Regions from separate parts of the Sus scrofa genome. Here region 1 is linked to region 2. The links are chromatin contacts, called in public Hi-C maps. All regions are on one chromosome and are shown on one strand. The core of a region is the stretch at or near the end of the contact, and the rest is flanking DNA. Distances in the headings are between cores, read along the strand shown. Region 1 holds the start of NCAPG2 (condensin-2 complex subunit G2). Region 2 holds the start of WDR60 (WD repeat-containing protein 60).

The links. A called contact is a pair of places that touch in the nucleus more often than the background predicts.
Region 1: a Hi-C map of skeletal muscle shows a contact between it and region 2, with 5 times the contacts expected there. The contact joins the promoter of NCAPG2 here to the promoter of WDR60 in region 2. A contact is called at or near these places in 3 of 5 promoter capture datasets (fetal liver, fetal skeletal muscle and liver), 12 of 47 Hi-C or Micro-C datasets (alveolar macrophages, blood, embryonic fibroblasts and 6 more) and 2 of 2 datasets of contacts at active chromatin or transcription factors (alveolar macrophages and skeletal muscle).

Annotation. Positions count from the first base shown.
Region 1 is chr18:651,376-654,659 of Sscrofa11.1, reverse strand. NCAPG2 (condensin-2 complex subunit G2) reads right to left here and starts at 1,478. Exons shown (of 28, transcript XR_002340267.1): 1 at 1,374-1,478.
Region 2 is chr18:553,800-557,230 of Sscrofa11.1, reverse strand. It overlaps WDR60 (WD repeat-containing protein 60), which reads left to right and starts at 2,089. Exons shown (of 24, transcript XM_021079024.1): 1 at 2,089-3,364. The coding sequence starts at 3,350.

The DNA of each region.
Region 1 (3,284 bases), core at 229-2,728, 98 kb before region 2:
CAAGATGTAATTTGTAGGAAACTGCAAGAAAACCCCTGTGCCGTCTACGGTAGACTCTTGCTAACAATATTCCAACAATACTCCGACATAAACAAGTTATAATATCTAAAAAGGTAACTTCCTTATTTTCTTCACTAAGAATAGTACCAACATGACATTATGTTATTATCATCAGTTGTTACGGAAGTTACCATCCAAGAAAAGAGAAACCCAAACAGCTCTGGGAGGCTCACCTTCTCTCCCCTTTTAGCACCTTCTCAAGATGCTCCTTGCAGGTCTGAGTCAGCTCAACAAAGGGAGCAGTGAGGCCCAGCTGCTCTATCCTGGAGACCCTCACTTCTTAAAGCACCATTCCTCCAACAACAAAATCCGTGTCACAGCTGCCCTGTTCTGCAGGGTGTGGCCCTGGGGTCACCTGGGAGCTTGTTAGTTGTGCCAGCCAGAGCACAGCCCCCCACCCTGTGGGACCAGAGCTCAGGGCCTTTGTGTAACCTCCTTCCCTGCCTGTGTTCCCCTGACAAATCCTATTTTCCACTTACAGTACCTAGTGTTAGCAGTCCCCGATTTGAGAGACATCAACCCGAAGACGAAGTAAGAGCAAAAAGAAGGAACATACATAACAGGACACTTACTTTAAAAATAAGTGAAAGCCTGCAGTTATAAGTAGAACAATATGGAAAATTACTGGCACTGTCAGGGGTCCGTCTCAGGTCCAGGGCTCAGGAGGTCCTGACCCGGGTCAGCCCCGGGTTCAGGAGGTCCTGTCTGAGGTCAGTCCCGGTCTAAGGGGGTCCTGTCCGGAGTCCATCCCAGGCCCAAGGCTCAGGGGGGTCCTGTCTGGGGGTCAGTCCCACGTCCAGGGCTCAGGGGGTCCCGTCTGGAGTTGGCCCCAGGCCAGGGGCTCAGGAGGTCCCGTCTGGAGTCAGTCCCAGGTCCAGGGCTCAGGGGGTCCTGTCCGGGGGTCAGTCCCAGGTCCAGGGCTCAGGGGGGTCCCATGTGGAGTCCGTCCCAGGTCCAGGGCTCAGGAGGTCCTGTCTGGGGTGAGCCCCAGGTCCAGAGCTGAGGGGTACTGTCTGAGGTCCCAGGCCCAGGGCTCAGGGGGTCCTGTGTGAAGTCATCCCCAGTTTAGGGCTCGGGTTGGGGCGCTCTGTCCGCAGTCAGCCCCCAGTCCAGGCTGGGGGTCCTCTGAACTCAGTCCGGGAGGGAAGGGGCCGCGCGTGGGACTCTCTCGGGCGCCTCAGAGCCGCCAGCCGGACGGGAGTTCGATCGCGGCCCATGCGGACGCTGTGGTGCTGGGGGCCCAAATCGCCCCACCCCGCCGTTTCCCGGCCCCCTACCCCCAGCCCTTCGTGGGCCAGCTCCGCGGCGCTCACCTCATCCCCAGGACCCGCCGTTTCCCGCGCTCGGACCAGATTCAAACCCGCCCGCCGGCGCCCTCGACGCGCCCCGCCCGCCCGCGCGTCACTACGCGCCGATCTCGCGAGAGCTGGGCACGCTGGGCGGGGCCCTCGGGGGGAGGGCGCGCCGCCGTGGCCCCGCCCCAAGGCCGCCGCGCCCCTACCGGGCGCCTGGACCCCGCCTCTTCCACTGGTGCTCGGATCCTGGTATTTTTTTGTCCGACGTCAACATGTCTCGTTATTGGTTTAAATGCGAGAAGTGGACGCAACTGCTGACATAAAGACTGACTCAAAATAAAACTGTGACATCACCCTTTATATATATAGCCAGTGAAGGATGGCTACTTAGCAGTTGGATACCAGGTCTTAAACCCGTATGTCCATTCCACGTTTCCCACACTCCGTCCTAAAGTAGAATCTATTTTTGCTATGCAGCGTCTATGGACCATGTCTGTAGCTATATATATATATATATATATATATATATATATATATATATATATATTTAATCATGTGACCAAAATGCTCTAGGTTTACAAGCTTCATTTATTAAGGATACAAATAGATCAAAGCTATATACATTGATTATATGTTTTGATAAGTACCTATTAAATATTAACCTAAAATTTCGTTGAGACACACCTCTTAATGGTATGGTTAGGACTATTTTTTTCAATTTATGTCTCTAAGAATATTCTATTTTGATTTTTTGTTTATAGATGTAAATACTGAAAAATAACTTGCTCATAAAAAAGGAGACAAATTAAAAAAATTAGTAGTAATGTACCCAATTCTTTGAACGAATTTTTTTGTTTGTTTGTTTTTGCTTTTTAGGGTTGCACCTGCTGTATGTGGAAGTTACCAAGCTAGGGGTCAAATTGGAGCTACAGCTGCCAGCCTATGCCACAGCCACAGCAACATGGGATCCGAGCCGGGCCTGTGACCTCCACCACAGCTCACAGCAATGCTGGATCCTTAACCCACTAAACGGGGCCAAGGATCAAACCACATCCTCAATGATACTAGTCGGAATAGTTTCCGATGAGCCACGAGAACTCCACGAATTTTTGTTAAAAGCCAAAAACCGTATATTGATCTATCACCAATTTCTTTCTATCTAACTTGTGTCAGCTAATAACTTAATCAGGCTTTCCTTCAATTTTTGCTAAAAGCAAAGATTTGGAAACCACTTGAATTTCAAAAAGAATTTGTATCCAGTCACTTGAAATCATTTTCTTTCTCAGTTTCCAAAAAACTTTACCCAGATACACTGAATTAGTATTAATTATATCAGTTACTTTTAAAGACAGGTTTGTCAATTTTTTTTTTTTTTTTGCTATTTCTTTGGGCCGCTTTACTGTTCACAGGATATTTTTATTTATTTTGTCTTTTTGCTATTTCTTTGGGCCGCTTCCGCAGCATATGGAGGTTCCCAGGCTAGGGGTCTAATCGGAGCTGTAGCCACCGGCCTACGCCAGAGCCACAGCAAACGCAGGATCCGAGCCGCGTCTGCAACCTACACCACAGCTCACGGCAACGCCCTATCGTTAACCCACTGAGCAAGGGCAGGGACCGAACCCGCAACCTCATGGTTCCTAGTCGGATTCGTTAACCACTGCGCCACGACGGGAACTCCAAGACAATTTTTTTTTAATAAAAGCTTTTATTGCTTGCTTTATATGTTCTCCCCACATCTTGGAAATCTTCGGATTTAACTTACCCAGTTTACGGCAACTTCTAACCAATCCAATCAGTAAATCCAGGCTTTAATGTTAAGCCAATCAGCCAACTCAGAATGAACTTTGTCGGGGAAAGTCTGGGCATTTATAAACTACTGAGGAATAAAGAATGCATCTCTAAGACAGTGGCCAGCAGAGCAGCTGGGAC
Region 2 (3,431 bases), core at 840-3,339:
GAGGCCCTTCCTAACCTCATTTCTTTCTTCCAGGTAAACTTTGTCACTTCCTCACTCACTGCATTTTCTGAGTAGCACTTACGCTTTCACATTATTTAATAATGGTTTGCAATGGTTGGCAATTGTGAGCTACTAGAGGTCCAGGACATGTTTTTTTTTAACTGTCTCCAGCATTGTCACTTCCCGCATGATCAAATGAACTTAGTGAGTAATCTATTGAATAATGATGATAGATGTATCACAAGATGAAATGTGATTGGCAAATAAGTTATTTTGAAAATAATTGTTTTAAGAAATCTGAGGCGTTCCCGTTGTGGCTCAGCGGTTAATGGACCTGACTAGCATCCATGAGGACGCAGGTTCCATCCCTGGCCTTGCTCAGTGCGTTAAGAATCCGGTGTTGCTGTGAGCTTTGGTGTAGGTCGAAGGCACGGCTCAGATCCTGTGTTGCTGTGGCCGTGGTGTAGGCTGGCAGCTACAGCTCTGATTCGACCCCTAGACTGGGGGTCGCACGCAGGTGTGGCGCTCAAGAGACCAAAAAAAAAAAAAAAAAAAGTTTGAGGAAATATTGTTTAACTTCCTCTATTGACATTTATTCGGCAAATACGGTGGGGATGGTGAGAAAGAGGAGACAGCATTTGCAGAGCTCTGTGAATATGGTGTTTTGGGGAGATTCGAAATCACATCATTCTGTTTGGTGAACGAGGGCACCTGGTGTGAGCCTCGGGGAGACAGAGCAGGGCATGAGGGGAGTCACCTGCTGGACTGCTGGCTGCGGTGGACGATGGATTGGTAGCAGCTGGAGTGGAAAGCCAAACAGTCAAGACACAATGATCTTGACAGGAATTTGGGATGGGCACTTGGGAGGGGAGAGGGCAGGGTTCAAGGGCCAAGCCCAGGTCGTTCTTGCAGCATGCGTGTGCCTGACCTGACTTCATACTGTGGCTGAGGTCTTGAACCTCACAGACAACGACCTGAAGCTTTTCCAGCAACAGCTGTCTTCTCGGCCAACAGAGTGACACAGAGAATAAACTTTGGCATCAGACTACCCACCAACCTAACTGTGAGTTTAGGCAACTGGGCTAATCTGTCTGGTCCTCAGACTTCTCATCTGAAAAACAGGAGCATATCCATCTCCAAGGGACGCTATGAGAATTAAGTGAATTGCCAAGTAGGTTTCCGTTGGGTACCTCTTTGGGGGCAGTCCCTCACTGAATCCTAGCTATCACTGCAATGACCTTGCTGTGCTCCTTTGCCAGTACCGTTCTTCCCAAGTGCTGCTGAGTGAAAATGAAAACGGTGGTGGTGGAACGTCCGAAACCAGAGCACAGTTAAATATACAAGGCTGATTGGGAGTTCCCGTTGTGGTGCAGTGGTTAACGAATCCAACTAGGAACCATGAGGTTGCGGGTTCGATCCCTGGCCTCACTCCGTCGGTGAAGGATCCGGCGTTGCCGTGGGCTGTGGTGTAGGTCGAAGATGAGGCTCAGATGCCACGTGGCTGTGGCTGTGGCATAGGCCAGCAGCTACAGCTCCCATTAGACCCCTAGGCTAGGAACCCCCATATGCTCCGGGTGTGGCCCTAGAAAAGACAAATAGTCAAAAATAAATAAATAAAATAAAGTGCTAATCATTATTTAAAAAAAAAAAAGGCTGATTGGATCTTGATTAATTTCTCTAAGGCAAGGAGCTGAGGAAATGACTTTTATATTCAGCACAAAGTAGACAGATCCATAAACTGTAAACTGGCTCCTAATCGCACATGACTCAAAAACACAATGTCTGGAAAATAAATTGTGTGTCTAGAGGAAAACCATGATGTCAAAAGCACAGACCCCAGGAATTCCCTTGTGGCAAAGCAGGTTAAGGAGCCCTGTTGTCACAACAGCTTCCTCGTTGCTGTGGCGCCAGTTCCATTCCTGGCCTGAGGAACTGCCACAGCCTGGGGCGGGGCCAAGAAACAAAACAAAACAAAACCAAGCCCAAAACGAAAAAAAACACAGACCCCCCTAATGATACACTCACCCATATGTCTTAGCACAGGATCTGAACACCTTCTTTCTCTCTCTCAACGGTAAGTGGAATCTTTTCTAAGCAACATTTGCAGACTAAACAAACACGAAACAGTTTGCAGAACCAGAGGTAAATGTCAGTTTTAACGTGCATCCCTGGAGTGGGACCCACACTTCTCCAGTCCTGCATATTTAAGTTTGGCTTTTACTTTAAGCGTCAAATAAAACAGTTGGGGTAAAATAAACCTGAGATGCAGAATGTGTCTTAATACTAAACTCACAGTTAGGTTGGTGGGTAGTCTGATGCCAAAGTTTATTCTCTGTGTCACTCTGTTGGCCGAGAAGACAGCTGTTGCTGGAAAAGCTTCAGGTCGTTGTCTGTGAGGTTCAAGACCTCAGCCACAGTATGAAGTCAGGTCAGGCACACGCATGCTGCAATGTGTATTAATACTTAATACTTTATTAAGACACATTCTGCATCTCAGCGGAATGTGAGGCAGCCCCTTTGCGGTCCTGTTTGGGAAAATGCGGCCCTGAAATGACAGGTTGTCGCGCGGGCATGGGACAGAGTTTACAGTTGTGAACGCTTCTTCTGTCCCTTGAGGCGTCTATGGCCTCTCGTCTCTTGCTCTGTATAAAAACTGAGTCTTTCAAAGATTGCGTTTTCAAAAACTTTTCGATTCCTGCCAATCCTGCAGAGTGTGTCCCATCAAACGACGGCACAGGGAAAGCTCCCTAAGCTGCCTGCCCGAAGTCTGAGCTCAGCTCCCTCTTCCAAAGGCACTTTGGCAGGTTGAGGAGCCGCCGGCCCTTGCAGCCGTGCCTGTTTCCCCTTTGCAGCTCCGGTCCTGCCGGCGGACCCGCCTCGCAGGCCTTTGGGCCTCCGACCGGGCGGAAGAACCCAGCCCTCGAACCAAATATCCCACCCGGCTGGAGGGCGGGAGTCCGGCCGGAACTGCCTTCTTCCGAGACCCCTCCCTCTGGGCAGGGAGCAGATCCCAATCGGTGGTCACTCGGCGCTCCTCTGCTCTGGTCTGCCGGTTTCTAGGAGGCGAGGACGGGCAGGCGCAGTGGGGGCGGCCTCGGGGCACGCCGGGCCGGTGGTGCTCGGCGCTCCGCTGCCCCGCCTGTCGGTTGCTAGGAGGCGGGGAGGCGCAGGCGCAGCGGGGACGGCCGCGGGGCCCGCGGGGCGGGCGGTCGCAAGAGTTCCGTTGCCCCGCCTGCCGGTTGCTAGGAGGCGGGACGCCTGCTGGGAGGAGGGTGCGGGCGTCCGGCGGTCTCTTTCCGGAGCCTGGCCGGGCCGAGGGCAGCGCGGCCGCCCGGGCCTGCAGGCGGCGATGGAGCCGGGAAAGGTGGGTGCGTGCGGACACCGCGCGGGGAGGCTCGTGCCCGCCAGTACCGCCCCTTCCTCGCCGTCGG